Linked DNA regions of Mus musculus: regions 1 and 2 are each linked to region 3. The links are chromatin contacts, called in public promoter capture Hi-C maps. All regions are on one chromosome and are shown on one strand. Each heading gives the region's core, a stretch centred on a gene start, on an enhancer-like site or on the middle of the called end of the contact. The rest is flanking DNA. Distances are from core to core; before and after follow the strand shown. Region 1 holds the start of Otud4 (OTU domain containing 4). Region 2 holds the start of Anapc10 (anaphase promoting complex subunit 10). Region 3 holds the start of Prmt9 (protein arginine methyltransferase 9).

Region 1 (2,747 bases), core at 7-2,506, 2.1 Mb after region 3:
TTTATAGGAATATTTAAATATTAATAGCTTACATTTTAAGTAACGTGTTGCAATCCTACCACCTGGCATGTCTTGGCACCATTCCCAAGAATGCCTACACCTTTAAACCTAAGGTAATTTACCACTTTTCTTTTTCCAACACAACGTCAAGACCGAAGTTCTAATAAATTTAAATGATACGAGATGCTATTGTATGCTAGTAAAATAAAATTCTGACGTCCCAAGAGGTTAAGTTCCGGATTCGCAAACCCAATTGGACTGCTCAGGTCGGATTCCCCGTAGCGTTATCACCGAATTAAAAAAAAAAAAAAAAAAAAAAAAAAGAAGTAATTTCTTCTAACAGGGACAGCTCTTTGTGTGGCAGAGCGCAGCTGCTGTGACAGAATGAGCAGGCATGCCCTTGGCAAAGCCAGATCTTGTCAGAGTGTGAGCTGTCCCAATTTCAATCAACTGTCAACGCTTCATTGAGGGTCAAAATGGCTTAGGCTGGCGGCTCCAAGGGCCTCGGGTGAGGTGCCCGGTTTTCTGCTCTAAGCGTTTAGCCACCCCTAAGAAAACGCTAGGAGGGGAGGCCCTGAGTGGGGTGCGGACAGGTGCGTCCTCTGGAACTACACAAAGGGCCGGCGGCACCGCCACTGAGCCCCTAGCAACTGCACGCAAGCTGCGCTCGCGCGCTTTCCGCCGCCCCACGGCGCTCAGGGCGGGAGGCTCGCCGGGAGGGCGGGGCAGCGCGCGCAGGTCAGCGGCGTAAGCGACAGACACCCTCGGGCCTGCTCGCGGACGCGGCCTGGGAAGCGCGAAGGCAGTTCTAGGTTCGGCACCGCTAGCATTGTAGGGATTTGTAGTCCGCGAGCCCGTGGGGCACCTCCCCTCCGGGTAGGCCGACCCAGGCGTCCCCGCCCTCTGCACGAGGACTTCCTGCCGCGGCTTAAACTACAACTCCCGTCGTCCGCTGCGCCGAGGGCTGAAAGCGAAAACAAATTCTAGGCTGCGAGGTTGCTGCCCTCCGCCCGGCGCCCCTTCCCGCTCCCCGCCCCTCAGGCGCCCTCCGGCGAGGTGGGGAGACGAGCGGCCGTGGCTTTCTCTCCGCGTTTCCTCGGTTCTCGGCGTGGGGTGCGTGCGGGAGACGCAGGCCTCGCTTAATCTCAGCCGGGCGCGCCGCCGGGGCTTTTCTCGCCTCACACCGGTCGAGACCCGGAAACTTGTGGGGGCGGCGACCCCCGGGCTGCCCGCGGGCGCGTGTCCCTCCGCGGAGGCGGCCGCGTGCGGATGGCCATGCACTAGGCTGGGCTCACCTATGCTCCGGGAGAGCGCCGGCCACCGCCTCGGGCCGCTGCCGCCACCGCCTCTTCCTGCCGCCGCTCGCCGTGTCCGCGTCGGAGCCGGAGCCCGAGCCGCAGCCTGCCCCAGGCCCGGGCGTCGAGCAGCCGGCGGCGCGGCCATGTGGGGCTAGTTCGCCCCGCGCACGCTGCAGCGGACCGGCAACATGGAGGCAGCCGTCGGCGCGCCCGACGGCGTGGACCAGGGCGGCGTGGGGCCGCTGGAGGATGAGACGCCCATGGACGCCTATCTGCGCAAACTGGGCTTGTATCGGAAATTGGTCGCCAAGGACGGGTCGTGCTTGTTCCGGGCTGTGGCCGAGCAGGTAAAGGACCCGGGCCGGAGCCGGGCGGGCGCGGGGCTGGGTGCGACATGCCGCCCGCAGCTGCCTGGCCGCCCACGGCGGGGCTGCGCGTGGCTCGCTGTCGTCACAGCGGCCCATTGTAACGCCGGCACGGGACCGAGTGAGGACATCTCGGGCGGCCTGCTCGCAGCCTGACCGCCAGGGACCCAGCGACATGCTGTTTTTGAGTTGTGTTCCGCGTTCACCTGCGCTCAGTTTTTAGCAGCCGAGTGTTCCCACTAGTTAACCTCATGTTTACTGGAGGAGGTGCGGCACTCAGTGTGACTGCTTCACATTTTTTTTTTCCTGTTGCTGGACTTTGGAATGCGGGGTAGTCGGTCTCACCGGTGTCACTCGAAACAGGCGGCCAACTTTGCTGTTTAAGGAAAGCAGTCTTCCTGTATAGGGTCTTCCCAGTGACTTAATCTTGAGTAGGTCCCATACTATACTATGTTGGAATCAGGCAAGAATTTACTCTTCTAAAGGCCTTTAAGTAATAGGATGGATTTTCAGTATAGGCACATGTCGGGTTTTTTTTTTTGTTTCCGTTTTTTGTTTTGTTTTCCTTATTGGTCAAAAATTATTCCCAGTACAGATCGAACATTTTACCAAAGAGAAGTGAGTTAGAACTCAGGAGTGGGACGAGTTCCAGGGAAGAATACTCAAGGCTTTTCTTTTTTGAGAGCGAGCCCTTTTCCCCATGTTATGTAATCAGATGTAGGTGTGGGGTCACCAAAACCCATCCTATATTTGAAGACTAGCTGCTAAAGTAGTTGGATTAAAAAAGTTTCACATTACTGCTCCAGTTTGTATTTCATACCATTTACAGTTTGCTTTCCTTTGGCTTAATCTGGAGTTTTTATGGTTTTGTCCCCTCCCGCCCGCCCCCTTTTGTGAGCTAACTAGCTTTTAAGATTTCTGTTTTAGAATCACCAGGCTATGTATTTTTCAGAGTATGTAAATATGGAACACTTTGCACTTATGACAGGTATGTCCATTGAAACATTCTTTGATGCTTCCCAAACCATCCTACCATTTGATATCTCTTATTTTCAGAAATGTAGGAAGCTCCAGTGTGGGTGCT
Region 2 (2,700 bases), core at 81-2,580, 2.2 Mb after region 3:
TGAAACATATTTTTGTCTTTGTTGTTTCATTTATAGAGGTGAGCTAAGCAGTGCTATGAAAAGATAAAACCTTAAATACATTTTGGTTCAAAAATATTTAAGCTTTTTGATTATAGTGAATACATTATCAACTGACAGACACAGGGTGACTACTTTCAGCATACAGGACCATAGGCTACAATACAAATGTTACTCTAACTCCGTAGTTTGTAGTCCCTTGGAAGAAAGGGCAAAGCAATAAAAGCTTTTTGACAGCTATTCCTTAGTTACCATTTTTACCATCAAAATAGAGAAAATACTTATGTAGCTCTTGAGGTTCAGAAATTCACCTTTGACCATCATTTATTTGCAACACATACTAAATACCTACAATGTATTAAGCCTAGAAAGGATATTTAAAGGCATTTTGAAGACAGCATCCCTGATGTCAAGAAGCCGAAGAGGTAATAAACAAGAGATTAAGTCACTAATGGGAAGAGGACAGGGTGCTACAAAGTGCTTCTCGGAAGTCCTAAAGACAGGCACTCAACTCGGAAACTCACTTGGTCTACTAACCGCAGTCCCAACTGAGAACACGTCGCTCTATGAGAAAGATAGAACGTTTGCCTATCATTTCCATAAAGTCTGGGACTGGACTAGGAGCACTGGACTTCATGGCGGCAAGATGCTATGAGTCAGTCCACAATTATTAAAAAAAAAAAAAAAGGATTACTTCTTACAACCAAATGCCAACATAGCCGTCTGACTGTGAGGGGAAGCTTGGGGGATCTGCTGGGTGCGGAGCGTCCTCCACAGAAGGGTTAGCTTGAGGGTGGGAGCGGGGGTGGGGGGAAGGGGCAGTGGAGGGTGGCGAGCAGAGGCTATGGCATCTGCGACCGTTCTCGTGGCAGCGGGCCGTGTCTGGAATACAGACGCCCTGAGGCCGGGATGGCCGAACGGACGCGCGCGGAACGCTCCGGCGTCCCAGATGTGCAGCTGGAGCCGGTTGCCACGCGCTACGGTCTCCGCTACTGAGGCCTAACTTACAGGCGTTCCGACTGTGTCCCTAAGAGTCTTCCCAAGGTGGCAGCCGGCCGCCTAACACCAAACCTCTCCCGCGAATTCTCGTACCTGGAGACAGCGGGCCCCTTACAGCGGGGCGTGCAGTAGCCAAAGCAGCGCTAGCCGTCAGGTCTTAGCACACAGCGTGTTCTTACCGCCACCGGCAAAGATGGCGGTGCACAGCCGCCGCCTCGCGCAAGGCATGAGGGCATAGTGCGCGTGCGCGACAGAGCGCAGAGTCGGCGCCCTGGAGGGAGTGATGACGTTGGTGACGTCATTGCGCCGCGACGCCAATGAACTGAGGGAGCCTAGAATCGTCGAGCCGCAGTGGGAGTGGCGGGGGCCTGAGAACCGGAATTGTGGCGAATCAGGTGTGTAAGACAGCGGCTCTCCCTCGGTTTAGAGAACTGTGTGCTAGCGGGCGCAGGTAGAGCCCTTCTCCCTAGTCTCGGCGGCGTTAGGCTTGCTGTCTCCTCAGGCTTTGTGGGCCTTGCTAATCCGGTAAGACGGAGGTGGTAGGCAGGATCCCAAGTCTAATTCTCAGCTCCTTCAGTATTACTGTTTAAGGCCAGGAACCCATTTCTTCCCTAGCGTTTTGTCTCATCTACTTGGCTGTTCTTTGAATTTTGTTCCCGTGTCGAGATGGGCCGCCCCTCTCCCCCTACATCTCCAATGGCATGGTATTCATGTTTTAACGGAATGTATGTCTCTGTGATTATGTAAATTATAAATTATTATTGTTTGTGCGGTGGTTATAAGGATAGTTTGGAATCCAAAGGGACGTGTCAAGGTGGTGGTCTATAGTTATGTTAGCCTTGTAGCAGAACTTTATGGAATTTATTATAAGTATAATTTACAATAGTGTAAAGTAGCCATAAAAGTCACCGAAACAATTTAACATGGTTTTCACTCTCCAAGAAGTTTTTTTTTCATACTTTTCATAGATTTACTAGGATTAACAAAAGGTAAGGAGGATGAAGGAAATATGAGTGATTATTTTGCCATTGAAATTTTACTTTATTTTTTTTTTTTGATATATTTCTGTAGACAGAGTATTGATAGCTTATTTCTTTGCCGTCAGTGAAATTAGCCAGTTTAAGCCAGATTAGAGTATATTAAATGCAGGTTTATTGGGAAGCTGATCTTAGATGGGCGAGTTCACTAGCCCCAAGGACGAAGGCCAGGGAAATCTCCATGGGGAAGCGGGGGGGGGGGGGGGGGGTAGGAAAGAGAGAAGGGGTTGAGTGCACGCAGAGAAAGAAGTGGAAAACAGGAAGAGAGACCAAAACGTCTGGTTTATATAGGGAGAAACCTCTGGGGGAAGGGCAGCCCAGCCCTTGGGCTGGAAAGTTCAAGGTTCCAGGCAGGATATCCAGATAGGGACTGAGGGATGCTGGGAGAACCTGGAAGCCAGGTCCTGCTTTGGTATTTAAAATATGCATCTCATTCCCTGGTCCCGGGTCTGAAACCAAACAGGTATCTCTGTGTAGTCCTGGAGCTCACTGTGGTCGACCAGGTTGACCTGGAACTCAGATTCTTGTGCTTCTGCAGCCTTTGCCTCCCTGAGTACTAGGATTACAGATATGTGCCACAACGCTGGGCACTGAAATTCTGTTTTTATATTTTTGCAGAAGGATTGTCATGGCATGGTAGAATGTA
Region 3 (2,700 bases), core at 11-2,510:
ATACAGGATGCAAATAACATTATACATCTTTGGTTAAATGTTTACGGGAGTAATAACATTTTTTAAGGTTTAGATAATTTCTAAATGTTTCTAGATAATGCCAATTAATTACATTAACTATGTATATATAAGTAAAATGCTTTTCTAGATTATTACATTGTATAGTTAGAGCACCCTTATGAATTAAGCCAGGAAGAGAGCTTTATTAGGTCTGTCTGAATGTCTCAAGGGAGGGATGCTAGACTGGAACGAGAAAACCCTTCCCACAAGCCAATTAGTCTTTATGTTCTACTCAGTTCCATTAGGTATAGAGGCCTGCCTCTGTATTTCCATCTCACTAAATACTGTATAGTTAAATCCTACATTGCTTAATACACAAAGCATCAAACAAGGACGATATGAATAGCTAGGAAAATACATAGGCAAAATTAAAGAGCAGGAGAAACACTTTTCATCAAGTGCAAGATATATTAAAATTGTCGTTCTGTACATATTCAAATAATTGTGATTAGTTCCTGTCTTCGAAGACCTTTCTTAGGTACATAGGTATCTGCTTACAAGAGTGGATCAGACAATAAGATACTAGAGAAAGCAAAAAGACACATAAAGGATGGACTTGGGAGAACTGGAGAATTTTAGCTTAATATCCAAAATGGTGTATCCTCCATTTCACATTGTTAACCACTGTATGCACCGCTAATCTCTTCAAAATGGGAACAAAAAATAGCTTTCGCTATAATTTCTATACATTGCTTTAAAAGTTTGGATTTATATCTTAGAGGCCACACTTGACATCAGTCTTCTTTGTTAATGTGCATGTCATCAGGAAATTCAGACTCGGCCGTACCCATCCCACTGTTCAACCTTGAAGCAGTTCTCCGTGATGGCCTTTTCCTTTTTTTTTTAGAGTGTGATCCCAAGTTCCACCTCACTGAGTTTTGTGAGAATACTTAATACTAGGAGAGTACACAGTGATTAATTTAAGGAGCTTTTATTTCGTTTTGCAGTAGTGAGTCTGGTGCGATGAGATTCAGAAGGCCTGGAGCTTCGCACAAGCAGGACTAGAGCAGGGTTTGGAATTCGCAGCCGCACTCTCCAGGAGGCAGAGAGAGGGTGGAAACCTTTGGTTGCAGTCTGCCAAAAAACCCCATTCCAGAAAATGACTTTACAGCCTAGTACTCCAAGACCATAGTGGGCCGCGGGGCGCTCCCTGGTGTGACGTCATCACAGCGCTTCGCCGCAGGATGCGCGCGCAGCCCTGTCCGCCGCTGGGAAGGCGGGGCTTCCTGCTGTGTGCACCCAGTGCCTCTGTGCGTCCAGTTGCTGCGACCGGCCCAGGGAAGCGCGCCGTGGAGACTCTTTTCCCGGACGAGGCCATCCTCCTTCGTGGGCTTCCGAGCGAGACTTATCCATGCCGAACTCGAGGCCCAGGCCCCGCCGGGGCGCCGGGGGTGGCGCAGGTGCGGCCGGCCGGGACCGGCTGGTGGCACGGTCCTTGCAGAGTGCTGAGCACTGTCTAGGTGACCAGGACTTCGGCACTGCTTATGCCCATTACCTTCTGGTGCTCAGCCTGGCGCCAGAGCTAAAAGACGACGTGAAGGTGAGGCCTTATTTTTTTCAGTGGCTAGCAAATCCTGTGATCTGAGCAGGAACAACAGGGTATGGTGTGTGTGTGTGTGTGTGTGTGTGTGTGTAACAGAGACGAGAGACAGGGAGAGACAGAGACACCGAGACATACAGAGACAGAGACGGACTCTCCAAGCATCGAATTACTATAGCCTACAGCCCATCTCAATACAGCCAGGTTTTAGTAACAAAAGTCAAAAGTTGTCACACATCTGTTTCAAAATTTCTGCCTCACTTAAGATTCCAAAGGCCTTTTAAATGGGATAGGACTGGGTAGTTCTTTTTCCCCTCCAGTATCTAATTTAAATTAGCCCTGCCTTGTAGGCGTTGCATTATCTTGTGTAGAAAGAATGCTGTGTATCCTGAGGTTGGATAAAGTGTTCAGTCATAAGGAACTTTTAATATTTGTTGATTCGTCTTACTTGCATCAGTTAACCGGTTGAACTACTGTATTTTTTTTTTTTAATGTTAGAATCTCAATTTCAAAAAGTAACTTAATTGCATATACAGTTTTAAGCTGTGGACAGTCTTGCTTTGTTTAGTCCAGAGTTTCTCAACCTGACACTGGTGACATTTTGCACCAGACAGTCCTGTGTCTTCCTTCCTGTTTCACAGCACGGTTTGTCCTCTGCCCACTAGATGTCAGTAGCATTAGGCTTTTGTAGTCCAAAGAAATTTCAGGACCTGTTGGTTTACTTGGAAATATGCTAGTATGTTGGGTCGTTTGTTCCTCTGTGTAGAAAGTAGTAGAATAGTGTGTGTTCCTCTGTGTAGACAGTAGTAGAATAGTGTGTGTTCCTCTATGCAGACAGCAGTAGAATAGTGTGTGTTCCTCTGTGTAGACAGCAGTAGAATAGTGTGTGTTCCTCTGTGTAGACAGCAGTAGAATAGTGTGTGTTCCTCTATGCAGACAGCAGTAGAATAGTGTGTGTTCCTCTATGCAGACAGCAGTAGAATAGTGTGTGTTCCTCTGTGTAGACAGCAGTAGAATAGTGTGTGTTCCTCTATGCAGACAGCAGTAGAATAGTGTGTGTTCCTCTGTGCAGACAGCTGTAGATAGTGTGTGTTCCTCTG

The links. Capture Hi-C pulls out chosen DNA fragments and counts their contacts.
Region 1: a promoter capture Hi-C map of adipose tissue shows a contact between it and region 3, with 3 times the contacts expected there. The contact joins the promoter of Otud4 here to the promoter of Prmt9 in region 3. A contact is called at or near these places in 1 of 39 promoter capture datasets (liver), 2 of 115 datasets of contacts at active chromatin or transcription factors (forebrain and large pre-B cells) and 3 of 9 other capture datasets (adipose tissue, liver and pancreatic islet).
Region 2: a contact with region 3 is called in a promoter capture Hi-C map of liver, with 4 times the contacts expected there. The contact joins the promoter of Anapc10 here to the promoter of Prmt9 in region 3. A contact is called at or near these places in 1 of 39 promoter capture datasets (liver), 1 of 484 Hi-C or Micro-C datasets (B cells), 1 of 115 datasets of contacts at active chromatin or transcription factors (astrocytes) and 2 of 9 other capture datasets (adipose tissue and liver).

Annotation. Positions count from the first base shown.
Region 1 is chr8:79,638,420-79,641,166 of GRCm38.p6, forward strand. It overlaps Otud4 (OTU domain containing 4), which reads left to right and starts at 1,257. Exons shown (of 21, transcript NM_001256033.1): 1 at 1,257-1,645. The coding sequence starts at 1,487. Gm51579 reads right to left here and starts at 1,486. Exons shown (of 1, transcript XM_030243905.1): 1 at 1-1,486. The coding sequence starts at 1,443. The coding sequence ends at 934.
Region 2 is chr8:79,710,433-79,713,132 of GRCm38.p6, forward strand. It overlaps Anapc10 (anaphase promoting complex subunit 10), which reads left to right and starts at 1,331. Exons shown (of 5, transcript NM_001357234.1): 1 at 1,331-1,412. Abce1 (ATP-binding cassette, sub-family E (OABP), member 1) reads right to left here and starts at 1,308. Exons shown (of 18, transcript NM_015751.2): 1 at 1,111-1,308.
Region 3 is chr8:77,548,137-77,550,836 of GRCm38.p6, forward strand. It overlaps Prmt9 (protein arginine methyltransferase 9), which reads left to right and starts at 1,261. Exons shown (of 12, transcript NM_001081240.3): 1 at 1,261-1,600. The coding sequence starts at 1,412.